2 separate regions of the Macaca mulatta genome follow, and region 2 is linked to region 1. A link is a contact called in public Hi-C data. All regions are on one chromosome and are shown on one strand. The core of a region is the stretch at or near the end of the contact, and the rest is flanking DNA. Distances in the headings are between cores, read along the strand shown.

Region 1 (6,242 bases), core at 3,649-6,148:
CAGTGGCTCATATATGTCATGTATTGTCACTAATCCTCAAAGACTATTATTATTCCCATTTTGAAGATGAAGAAACTAGAGCCCAGAGAAGTTCAGCTCCTTGGCTAAGGTCAACAGGAAAGGCCAGGATTTAAAGTCCGTTTAACTCTGAGATATGCCTCTTGATTATATCATGCAGTCTCATATTAACCTTTTTTTCTTCTAATATAGATGCAAATACATACTGGAATTTTATTATGACAAGTGTGAGATTTCATACCAGTAGAGAATTGGTGTTGGAACAAATGAACACACACCTGGAAAAGAAAAAGTAAGCTAAATCCCTTCTCACTTTTATACCAAATTGAATTCCAGGTAGAGCAAAGATTTGACTATTAAAGTGAATCCATCAAATTTCTAGAACAAATCACAAGTGGAATTATTTATACTATTAGAGGGGAAAGGTCTTTATGAGCAGAAACCCAGAAACACAAATCCAGAAGCACAAAAATGAAAGATTGATATAACCAGTTCATAAATATTTAAAACTGCTACATGGCAAAATACCATAAACAAAGTCCAAGACAACTAATGGGAAAAATTATTTGTAATGTACATGGATGTCAGACAAATAGCTAATTTCCTTAATTTACTAAGAGCTAGTAAAAAAGTCAGTAAGAAAAAGACAAACAGTCCACTTTTAAATAGACAGAGACACACACAAGCAGTTTACAGGAAAATAAAAGGACAGCTTGAATCAACTTAATTTGAGATTTTTCCCAATGGCGCTCCGGGCCCTGTAGCCCTCTCAGGTGGTGGTAGATTCATTCCTTGGACCTTTGGACCTCTTCCAGGCCGTTAGTCCTCCCCTTACCTTTTCCTGTTTATAACTCTTTCAAGTCACTCACCACATTCAGCTGTGACTTGGCAAGTGACTCACCATCAATCCCTGTCATAAATGCCAGGGGACTTCAGTGTCCATACAGGCAAGCAATCAAATAAATGACCTCCTAGATCCTTGTCTTCTTCATCTCCAATGTCCTTCTTTTTACCCTCCTCACCCACTCCAATGGGACACCTTGAACTTTTCATTTTCTGTAACTGCTCCTCCTCAAAATTTTCTATTTCAGACAACCCAGGCTCTTCTAATAATAGACTTTCTTTCTAATTTGTATTGTCAACTTTATCAGAACTTCAAGTTTATGAATACTTCTATTTTCTTTCAAGTCATTAGTCCTAACCACCCACCAGCTTTTTTTTTTTCACTTGCTTACTTACCCATCTTAAATTCCATGAACCATTATTTCAGTAATATTCTTGCCAATACCCTAAAATTACCCTCTGTCCTTCTCTCCCAGGCCTGCACCAACCCAGGTACTTTTTTTTTTTATGCCTACAATCTATCACCAAGCATTAATGGAGGAAGCAATTGGGTCTCATTTTATATTAATAAATAATGGTTCTCCCTACCTATAGTCACATCTCAGGCCACTTGTTATTATTTCAGAGAAGACTTCCCAGATCCCCCTGGCTAAGTTGTTACCCTGTTACATACGCTCTCGCAGTACTGTGTTCCTCTTTTTCATCACATTTATCAGAATTACAATTTTATATTTATCTTACATTCTCGGATAAACATCTGTCTTCACCATGGGACTGTAAGGCTCATGAAGATGACACTAGCTGGGAAGAAGATTTTCACTTTTCATTTTATTCTATTTTGTACTGTTTGAATGTTGTAGCCATCTATTAAAGGATTTTTTTAGAGGTAAAATCATGACTCATACAAATTAAAATGAATTGATGTCAGAATTTGATTTAACTCATCAGTTATTGAGAAAATCAGTAAGATGTTATAACCAGTTCAAAGGAGAATTCTAAGAATCATGTGAATACGGAAAATCAGGAATGCTAAAATGAATTTGTAAATAGCTGAAAAATAGATCTATCCTCAGGAAAATAATTAATTGAATTCTAGTGGACACAATCATCTGCATTTCTATGGACAAAAAAATCATTTGCATTATTACCAATTTTCTACAATATATAAAGTTGTAAAATAGCTCCAAAACAATGAAAGGCTGAGATAAGCTGGAAGAGCACACTCAAGATGATACATAGTAATATTTTTTAACTACTTTAAAATTTTTCACAATTTTTCTTGCTAGATCTATGTATGTTTATTATATGCTAATAGGTAAATAAATGATTACCTGATTTTTAATAATGTCAGCAAAAGTTATCTACGTAGAGGATTATGGTATACCCTTCTATATGTGTTTATATACCAGAAAACTCATAAATTTAAAGAAGTAATTAGATCATCTGTGTCTTTATTTACTTCTTATTTTACGTTAAGCATAATATACTACAACATATGATTACTTGTATAAGTTATTGGTCCACCTAAAATTATTCCTCCCTACCAAATTTGCACTTACGTATGCCATTGTGATAAAGCAATTGGTAGAAATCAAAATCAGTACTATATGTTAAAACAGTGCTAGGTATATATTTAGAATTAACACCAAAACTATTATATGCTTGTTGTTTATTTTTAAAGACAAGAATTATCTATACCCACACAATGCTCTTAATTTGCCTGGCAATAATTACTCCAGTATTCCCCTTCTTTCAGATGAAAAAAAAAAAAAATTCAAAAGGTGACTACCCACAATTTGTATAACATAAAGAAAAGGAAAAGTAGCAATTTCCACAGACTATTATTCTTAATTAAAATTTTTATTGAACTAATTTTAGATTCTCATGTAACTGTAAAAAATAATACTAAGAAATCCCCCTCACACTTTGCCCAATTTACCCTATAGGTAACATTTTGCAAAACTATCATATAATAGCCAGGATATTGACATTGAAATCTTAGATTTCCTCAGTTTGACCAGCATCCATCTGTTTTGTGTGTTGTGTGTATGTGTGTATGTGTGTGTGTGTGTAAGTTATATTATTGCCTGTGTAGGCTTATATATCCACTACCACAGTGTAGATAAACCACAAGGGCCTAAATGTAAGAAGTAAAACTACAAAACTGTTAAAAGAAAATATAGATATAAATCTTTGTAACTTTGTATTAGTCAATGACTTCTGAGAGATGACATCAAAACCACAAGGAACAGCAAATAAATAAATCAATAATAATTGAGAATTAAATTTTCAATAAAGTTATGGAAATTTAAAATTTTGTGCTTCAAAGTACGCCATTAAGAAAGTGAAAGAACCAGGCGTGTGGTTTGAGCCTATAATCCCAGCTACGTAGGAGGCTGAGGTGGGAGGATACCTTGAAGCCAGGAGTTTGAGCAACAGAGGGAGACTTTGACTCTAAAAAAAAACAAAACAAACAAAAAAAAAAGGTCGGGTGTGGTGGCTCATGCCTGTAATCCCAGCACTCTGGAAGGCTGAGGCGGGTGGATCACCTGAGGTCAGGACTTCGAGTAAAAATCATAAAATCTGCACATAGTAATAAATGTTAGGAACAAGGCAGTTAAAGATTAGTAACAACCAGTTTTATTGGGATTTTAGGAACTTGCAGGGGAGAATGTGAGTGCTCGTTATATTTTATATATATCATAAAGTTAAAATTAACGAAAGTAGAAATAACATGCATTCACATGTTGAAAAACCCTGATAGTAATGCAGCTACAAATATTCACTGTCATTTGAGAGCAAGATTTTTAAGAAGTTAAAATTATTTGAATTACGCCATAACTATTCTAAACATCTACTAAATTAAACAAAGAATTTTGACTAATTGGGTACCCTTTCATAGGTTCTTCTCAGTTTGTCAGCTAGATGACATGTTCCTACACTGTACTTTGCTGATATAATTAAACTATGGATTATCTCTGAATTAGGCTGGGTACCACTGTGATATAATAAAAGGGAGAAGTAGCAGAACATAGTCTAGTTGTTAATAGCATGGACTTTGGAGCCAGGCTTCCTGGGTTCAAACTCCAGTCCACCATTTAGCACTCTTTGAAATATGCCTATTTTTGTTCAAAAAGGAATATGTGCACTCTTCTTGGGAACAGCTGTAGTTTCCACAATATTTTAAAAGAGCTGTTGATTCCAACAGGAATTTAGTTCCCTAAAATCAGCGGCAGTAGAACATTTTGATGTACGAAAGTTATTCATGCTAGGACTCCGGTGGTATTTTCCCTCACTGCCCCTAAATTCAGCCATTTCTATTCTTTAACGCTCTATAATAAACACTTGATTTGAAGTCTGATCCATTTTTAAATTGGGAACGGGGAAGACACCCCTCAAAAAGTCAGAACCTCCAAGCCTTTGGTCAGGGCCAACTATATAATCTCTGTGGGTCGATGTGAAATGAAAACATGACGCTCCTTGCTAAAAATGCAAGACAAAAACCTTCAGCTTACCGATAAGTAGAGAAAGATTGAAAAGAAAAGGAATTGTGGAATGTCTTACCTTTCCTTTTCCTTTCACGCCATCACTTTTAGTGTAAGTGGTTAGCAAATATAATAAGGTTGGTTGGGCATGGTGGCTTAGCCAGTAATCCCACTTTGGGAGGCTGAGGCAGGCGAATCACTAGAGCTCAGGAGTTTGAGACCAGTCTACGCAACATGGCAAAACCCTGTCTCTACAAAAAAATACAAAAATTAGCGGGGCGTGGTGGTGGGTACCTGTAATCCCAGCTACCTGGGAGGCTGGGGCAGGAGAACTGCTTGAACCTGGGAGGTGGAGACTGCAGTGAGCAGAGATCGTGTCACTGCACTCCAACCTGGGAGACAGAGCAAAACTCCGTCTCAAAGAAAATAATAATAATTTCAAGACGGCAAGGGTGAGTCCTTCTGAGCACTTTGTACTTAGGTCCCTAACTACAAAATAAGTGGTTCATGGAAGCCATTTAGTGAGCATCCTGAACACTGTATGACATGGGACAAAAAAACAGTGACAGACACGCATTGCATGAATCACATCTGCTCACAAGATTGCTCCATTGCCTCATCAGACATAACTTACAAAACATAAGTTCAAATATAAACTACTAAGCATTTCAAGATGGCCACAGCAGAGCATTAAACCAAATGCACAGCCCTTCTAAGCACCGGTTGCCTGCTGATAAAGCTGGCCCTACTCTCTGCTCTCACTTTCCACTTCATACTCTTCTGACCTCAAACAACAAAAAAGCTCTCTGCCCATTCCTTCTTGATGCTTCTGCACATATAAGCCACATTGCCCAGTGGCAGTAAACTGAGGATTAATGGAGTTGGTCTGGTTAACTTGGAAAACAAGGGAGTTGTTGGCTGGAGAAGGGTGTTTCAGCCTCTTCCACTCAAGCTAGGACCGGTCCCTAGATTAGAGCAAGCACGTGTTAGCTACCTTTAAAAAACACAACATACCTTCATAAAGAATGCCTAGATTCAAAGCATTTGCTACGTTTTCATTTGTTCCTTTATTGTCCCAGTGAATATTTACTACCTACTTCAAATTGCAACGAGATGCTGACAATTTAGCTATCGATAAAGCAGATGTAGTTCCTGCCCTTATTCAACTTCAAGAAACAGGCAATGAACGACAAGTCAGTGTCACAAGGAATACTCCAAAAATGCAGGGCACTAAGAAAGTGTAAAACAGATACTAAGGGGCTTTAGGGTCAGATAAGTCTTTCTGGAAGAATTAATCTGTACAGTGAAACTTCAGTACACATACGAGAAAGTCAGGCCAAGGGAAAGAATGTTCTTGACAGAACGGTATTGGCAAAAGGGGCAAGAATCTTAAGAAAATGTACAAGTGGTGGAACCAGGAATCGTGGGGCTCTTTAAGGACAAAATATGTTAAAGGAGTCTGAACTTCACCTTAAATGCAACAGGGAGCCACTGTCAAGTTTCCTATTTGATACTTGTTTTGTAAAAATATTACTCTATGAAGAATATAGGGAGTAGAATCTGCGGTCAGAGTGGGTACTAGTGCCATTTTGGGAATAAGATTAGGCTGGAAGCTGGATTGGGGGGAAAAAAGTGGGCATGAGAGAAACTTGGAAAGTAGAGTTGAGAAGACCGTGTGACTGACTGGACGGGCAAAGGTTAAGAGAGGATAAAGAATCATTAAGGATGATTTATCAGGCTTCTAGTCGGTAACTGGATGGATGTTGGTGCCATTTCTCGAGAAGCGTTAAAGAGCCAGAGGTAGCCGGCAAAGAGAAACATGGAGCTCCAATTTTCAGGTATCTGCAGTTTCCCTAATACCTCTTTAATCCAGAATTTGCTCCTTGCTTTGGTTTT
Region 2 (6,779 bases), core at 3,712-6,211, 150 kb after region 1:
AAGACCCTGTCTCTAAAATAAATAAATAAATACTCCAGGTGTGGTGGCTCACACCTGTAATTCCAGCACTTTGGGAGGTCGAGGCAGGCAGACTGCTTGAGCCCAGGAGTTTGAAACCAGCCTGGCAAACATGGAGAATCCCATCTCTACCAAAAAGTACAAAAATTAGCTGAGTGTGGTGGTGCATGCCTGTGGTCTCAGCTACTCAGGAGGCTAAGGCGGAAGGATCACTTGAGCCTGGGAGGTGTAGGTTGCAGTGAACCAAGATCATACCACTGTACTCCTGCCTGGGTGACAGAGCAAGATCCTGTCTCAAAAAATAAATAAATAAATAAATAAATAAATAAGCCAATCCTATCAATATCTGTGGGATACCTAGAACTGTCCTGTATGACAAATCTCTACTCAGTTGTCAAGAAGTGATTAAGTTATAATTCCACAACTGCTATCATCACAGCTAATCATTTCTTGCACTTTCTCTTCTCTGGTTCATTCGCTTAGTCAATAACCGCATCACTAAGAATCTAAGATTCGAAATGCATATCAAATAATCGTACAAATCATAAAAATCATAAGAAAAGCACCAGAAAGAGTACAGATGAATTTGGATAATTTCTAATGGGAAGGCTGCTCAGGAGGGTAAAGGAAAGGCAAGGAATCTGAGTTCTGTAGGAAGAGTTGGGAGCTAATTTTCAAGTGTGGAAAGAAGAGCTTCCAGTCCCAGGGAACAGCATGTGCAAAGCCCCTCACCCCACCTCACCCCTTACTAGGTGAAAGGAAACCATGTGCCTGAAGCCTTGAAAAGGAGCCACAGACAGCAGTAGCCGGGCCATGCAGGGCCTTCTGGACCACAATAAAGAGAAATTATAGGGCCTGAAATTGGGGTATAACATGGTCAGATCTACTTTTTTTTTTTTTTTTTTTTGAGACAGAATCTCGCTCAGTCACCCAGGCTGGAGTACAGTGGCGCAATCACAGCTCACTGCAACCTCTGCCACCACTCCTGGCTAATTTTTTATTTTTTGTAGAGACGAAGTCTCACTATATTACCCAGGCTGGCCTCAAACTCCTGGACTCAAGTGATCCTCCCGCCTCAGCCTCCTAAAGTGCTGGGATTACAGGTATGAGCCACTGCGCCTGGCCTAGATCTACATTTTTAATGATCACTCTGGCTGTGCCACACATAAGCAAAATGACTCTGAAGCAACCTTTACCAGGACACAGTTCAAAGATCTGGATCCTGCAAAACAAGTTTGTTTGTTTCTTTTCTTTTTCTTTCTTTCTTTTGTTTTTTTTTTTTTTTTTTCCTTTTTCTTTTCTCTGGGGTGTGGCACATCACCCTGGCTGAGTTAGCTCCCTTCTTTTTTGGTTTTGTTTGTGAAGTTTAAAGGCCAGATTTATATCAGGCCTGGGACCTGTTTTTCTTTCAAAAGCCCCCCAGCAAACTACCTTATCTCTTTCTAGATCCCTCCTCATTCTCTAATCTCTCTAATCTAACTTGCCAAGGGGCCTGTGGCAAAGGTAGAGCAATCTGTCCTTTCGGGCTTGCTCATAGTAAGTGCAGAAACAAGCCAAGAGAGAACCACAGATTCTGCTCTCTTACCCTCCCTATTATCCAATCGAGCCCAGTTAATTTTTTTTTTTTTAAAGCAAATCTGAGATAGTGTCACTCCCCAGGTTAAGATTCCTGCACTCCTCAGTGCCCTCTTGGCCACGTACCCCTCACCCCCAACCAGGTGGCCCTAGGCAACAAAGGTCTGGCTGGAGTTGGTCCACCTCCAAGCTTCCAGAACTGCTTTCAGTTTCTCCACTACAAGAAGCTTCACCCCACCCCACTCTGCCCTGCCAAGAGTTCTTAGCAGCCACTGACACTTCCTCCAGGAAGGCAATCCCACCCTACCAGTGCCCCAGTCTATGAATTGTCCTGCTCTGGGTCCGCAAGTACTCCAAGAAAGTAGTTTTTCTGAACTTCTCTGTAATTCTGGTTCACTGCCCTCCTCCCTAGGCCCCAACACATGCATGCACACACATGCACTTGTGCACACACACAGTAAGTAACTCCTGAAGGACAAATTCTGTGTGTCATAGGCCCAGCACCTAGCACAATGCCTGACACCCAGTTGGTAACCCTCCAAATATTTACTGAATGAATGGACACATAAAAATGAACACTTTCAGCCGGGCATGGTGTCTCATGCCTATAATCCCAGCACTTTGGGAAGCCAAGGCGGGCAAAGTGCTTGGGCTCAGGAGTTCGAGAACAGCCTGGGCAACAAGGTGAAACCCTGTCTCTACAAAGAATAAAAAAAATAATAATAATAGTGTACTGGTGCATGCCTGTAGCCCCAGCTAGTCAGGAGGCTGATGTAGGAGGATCACCTGAGCCCAGGGAGATTGAGTCTGCAGTGAGCTACAATCATGCCACTGCACTCCAGCCTGCAGGCAGTGTGAGACCCTGTTTCAAAAAAAAAAAAAAAAAAAAAAGGCCTTAAAATAAATTTTCTATTTCTCTTGTTTGGTCATGAAAGTGACCAGAAAACACTCAAATCTCAAACTTTGGAAGTGGTGCTACATCTCACCCATGGAAATTTGAAAAGATCAAAAACATCAATGCAGGCCACATATGCTCATGGTTTTAGACAAAACCAAAACTTCAGGAAAGTTTTCAGATATTAAAGCTACAGCAGGCAGCAGGAAGTCTTTAAGAGGTGCTGGTAATGATAACCCAATAAACAAATGTTAAAATAAAGCCAGGACAGAAACACTGAGTTGACACAGTTCCTGCATGAGCCCACTTTGGCTGCAAAACGCCAAGGCCACCAAGTAATTGACCTTGCTTTTTTTTTTTTCATAGGTTTTGGGGGAACAGGTGGTGTTTGATTACATAAATTCTTGAGTGGTGATCTGTGAGATTTTGGTGTATCCATCACCCAAGCAGTATGCCCTGAACTCACGACCTTGTTCTTAATTCTGTACCTAGCTCTCCCTTCTGCCTACTACAGTCAGTGGCCTGTTCTCATTCATCTAATGCCCTTCATGATCAACTCCTGGGCTTGCACCTTTCAAAAAGCACACTCCCCACTTCATCTTTTTTGCATTCCTTCTTCAGAAATAACCACACGGCATTATTATTTGTTTCTGTCTTTTCTGCTAAATTCAACGGGGACAAATAATATACTGTCCAGGTCTGAATTGGAATGTGGTCTGTGGACTAGCGTAGTGCCACTTGGGAGTTCGTCAGAAATGCAAACTCTTAGCTTCCACCTCAGACCACCTGATTCAGAATCAGCATTTTAACCAGCTTCCCCAGGAGATTCCCATGCACATGAAAGTTTGAGGAGCACTGGGCTAGATCCCACATTCACTCAACAAATATTTATCGAACCAGTATAGGATACAGAGGTGCTCAACATAAACATGAGGATACGGTGTGGAAAAAGAGCAAGCACAGACATTCCATTGTGACTAAGAAGCTCCTGTAAGTACTAAGAAGAGTATAACCCAGATGTTCCAGTAGAATAAATAATAGTTATATCAAAATTCAGAAGTGGCCACTGCAGCTTGGTTGTGGGAATTGGGAATCCGGAATCTGGGAACTTGACCCTCTTTGCAGCAGGCAGGAAGAATACAGGGAGGTGTGTGAGTGTGTGTGAGTGTGTCTCTTCCCTGCCTCTGCCACAGGCCGCAGGAGCTGACAAGGCCAAGTCCCCGCCCCCCTCAGCTGTCACCCTGTCAAAACAAAGCCGCTGCTGACAGCGCAGGGCCAGCCTGCCCCGCGGCCTCGGGCAATCCTCCCACCTCGGGAGCACGGCCCCCACATCTGGATCTGCAGCTGGGGATGACAGGGTGCCTAAACTGGCACGGAGAGTGGGTAGCAAGAAATGGGTGTCCTCAAACCAAGCAGTAGCGTCCGCGGCGCTGGGCTGTCACCTTGCCAAATCCTGTTTACACCTCGAGCAGCTGGGACAGCGTTTTAACTAAACAAGTAATAATACAATAATGACAGGGCTGTCACTGCGCGCGGCAGCGCCTCCGCCCCCAGCCGAGGGCGTCAGGCGCCACAAGACCCTCGCCTCGGGCTCTGCCCACCTTCGCACCCCGCGCTTTCCTCCCCTTCGCTTTCCCAAAGCGCCAGGAGTCCGGGAGTCTTCTCCACCCCGACTCCTTGCACCCAGTTCCTCCCAGTGGGACACGGGAAGGGATCGACTGCAGAAGGGACCACTCAGTCCCCCAAAAGATGTTTCCCTGCCCCTGGGTCGCCCACCACATGGAGAGCACCGCTCCACTCCCGCGAAAGTGACTCCAGCGAGCTCCTACAGAGCAACAAAACCCCAGAGTAGCCCGGGAGCTCGGATTCCGAAGCTACTCCTTTCAAGCGGAAGGAATGAAGGGCTCTCCGTCTTAGTGATCCCCTTCTTCAAACCCAGCAGGACTCTTATCCAAGAAGAAGCTAATTGGGCTCGGGCGACAAGAGCACTTCCGCGGTGCAGCGGCCCCAGGCGGGAGGCGGGAGGCGAGAGGCAGAAGGCAGAAGGCGGGAGGCGGAGGTGGAAGCGGGAGGGGGAGGGGGGTCCCGCGGGCTGGGCCCCTAGCACCCATCCGCGGTCCGAGAACGGCGAGCGCGTACCTTGCAGGCGGAGTACACTCCGAGTTTCTCCAGTTTCTTGGCCCGCGGAGCGGAGCGTAGTTGCGCCTTCTTCACGGCGATTCGGGCCGAGCCACCGCCTCCCGGTCCTTCGGCCGTGCCCGCTGCAGCCACTGCCGTTGCCGGACCGCAGGCGCCCGAGCCCCCGGCAGCAGCGGCGCAGGGGGAGCCCTGCGGGGGCGCGGGCGGCAGCACCACGGGCTGCGGGGGCAGCGCCCCGGGCCCGGCCCCTGCCCCGGCTCCTGCCCCGCAGCCGCCCGGCCCGGCCCCGCCAGCCTCGGACATGCCGCCCCGGAGCACGGCAGGAGGCGCCGAGTGTCAGGCGCCGCCGCCGCCGCCAGGGTCTCCCTCTCGGGCTCTGGTCGTCGGGAGAGCGAGACCCTCCCCCCACGCCCTCCCGCCCCCTTCGCCCACCCCCCTCCCCGCCCCCGCCCTCCCCCTCGCGCGCCGCTCGCCGGGCTAGCTCCGGCCGGGCCCCGCGAGCTGATGGTGGCGGCGGCGGCGGCGGCGGCAGCTGCTCCCCCAGGAGGGAGGGGACTAGCGGCTCCGCTGCCGCTGCCGCTGCCGCTGCCGCTGCCACCGCCGCCACAGCACACGCCCTTCCTTGGTTATCCTGCCCGGGACTCTGCTCCGCGCCCTGGCTGCGGACATGTTCCTCGGGGCTGCGGACTGGGTGTGCGTGCGGGCGGGTGCCAGCCTCGCAGTGTGTGCCGGGGCCGGGAGGCCCCCCACGGCTTCTTTTCCGCTGCCCGCGAGGTTTGCACCCCCCACCCCAGTGCCTCGACACCTACTGCTCGCCCGCCAGGGGGCGAGGCCAATCCCTGGGTGTGGGTGAGGGTGGGGACGAGGGTGGGGGTAGGGGACTGGAGCCCAGGCACCTGCTGGCCACCTCCCCCCTCCGCGGCCCCCCATCCGACCCCCGCACGCCCGCACCAGTGGGAGGGGGCCGCCTCTCAGTCATTTGTCCTTCCACTCTCTTCCACCCTGTCTCTGAGCAGAGACAACTTCCTCCACCCTAGCGGGAGCCAGAGGAAAAAAAAAATATTTTTGAAAAGTACCCGTCCATGCTAATCCTTTTCTTTGTTGCTAATTCACCAAAATAAAAGCGTGATGTTTTCCCTTTCTCTTTTTAAATACTTTCTGTCAAACTATGTTTTAATATAATTAACACTTTCTTCCTATAGCAATTTGTGGGTCAAATCTGCCAGAGGAGGGGGAAAAAACTTACTATTCCCTGTACTTTTTGTTTGAAAGTGCTGGTTGCTAAAAGAACGATTGTCTAAAAGCATTGTCAAAATAAAAACTATGTGCAGTGGAAAAAGTTTGAATACAAAAAGTTTGTTAACAGGACTCGTTTCTGGGTGGTGGTTCTATCACGTTACGTAGTTTTCAAAATTGTACCACCAGCGTGCATATTAACCAGGAAAAAGATATAAGCATCATTCAAAAGAATAAATACCGATTTTGGCCTCAAACTTAAAAAAAAAAAAAAAAGAAAAAAAAAAACCCTCAACTCAGTTTTCAACTCTTGTTGAAAACTGTTGTTTTCTCTGTTGATGACTGTGGAGCATACATGTCAGTGCTGCGTTTGAAAGTGGCGTACGGTTGATCGCCTTCTTAAAGCAGGTTTTAAAAGTCCAGGGCTGTTTCTCAGGACCCTTCAGAAGTGCCCTACTTTTTGTTATATGCAATGTGGGTCATAATGTGCTTATTATCAGATTTTATGCATGCTATATAGCTCTCAGGCCAGACGCCTTAAGGGGTGTGCTTTTCGTTGGAAACATTCCCCTTCTCCTTTTTCCAGATTCTCTGTGTTATTTTGACTTGTAATGCAGTGTAATACATAAACATGGGAAGGTGGGGGACTTTGTAGATCTAAACAGTGATATTAGTTTAGACAGGGCAAAAGGCAATATTCTCTCCCAACTTGAGTCCAGTCTTGAGGGGATGAAATGGCAGATTCTTATCAGGTTCCGTTCAGGACAATTAACTTCAGTGCTTCCTTTCTTAGCTTGACGTGCTTCACGTTACCAGTGGTACTCTCTCCTGACTCTGCTGAGAAATTTCGCAGATTTTTGCCATTCTCCTCAAAGCAGGGTGAGAGTCTTAAAGGCTGTGCTTCTCTGATCAAACT

What was found. A called contact is a pair of places that touch in the nucleus more often than the background predicts.
Region 2: a Hi-C map of liver shows a contact between it and region 1, with 2.9 times the contacts expected there. The contact joins the promoter of KAT2B here to the promoter of SGO1 in region 1. A contact is called at or near these places in 2 of 14 Hi-C or Micro-C datasets (fetal cortex germinal zone and liver).

What each region holds. Positions count from the first base shown.
Region 1 is chr2:28,370,714-28,376,955 of T2T-MMU8v2.0, forward strand. SGO1 (shugoshin 1) reads left to right here and starts at 4,899. Exons shown (of 8, transcript XM_077994150.1): 1 at 4,899-6,184.
Region 2 is chr2:28,520,270-28,527,048 of T2T-MMU8v2.0, forward strand. KAT2B (lysine acetyltransferase 2B) reads right to left here and starts at 4,962. Exons shown (of 17, transcript XM_028843649.2): 1 at 4,628-4,962. The coding sequence starts at 4,930.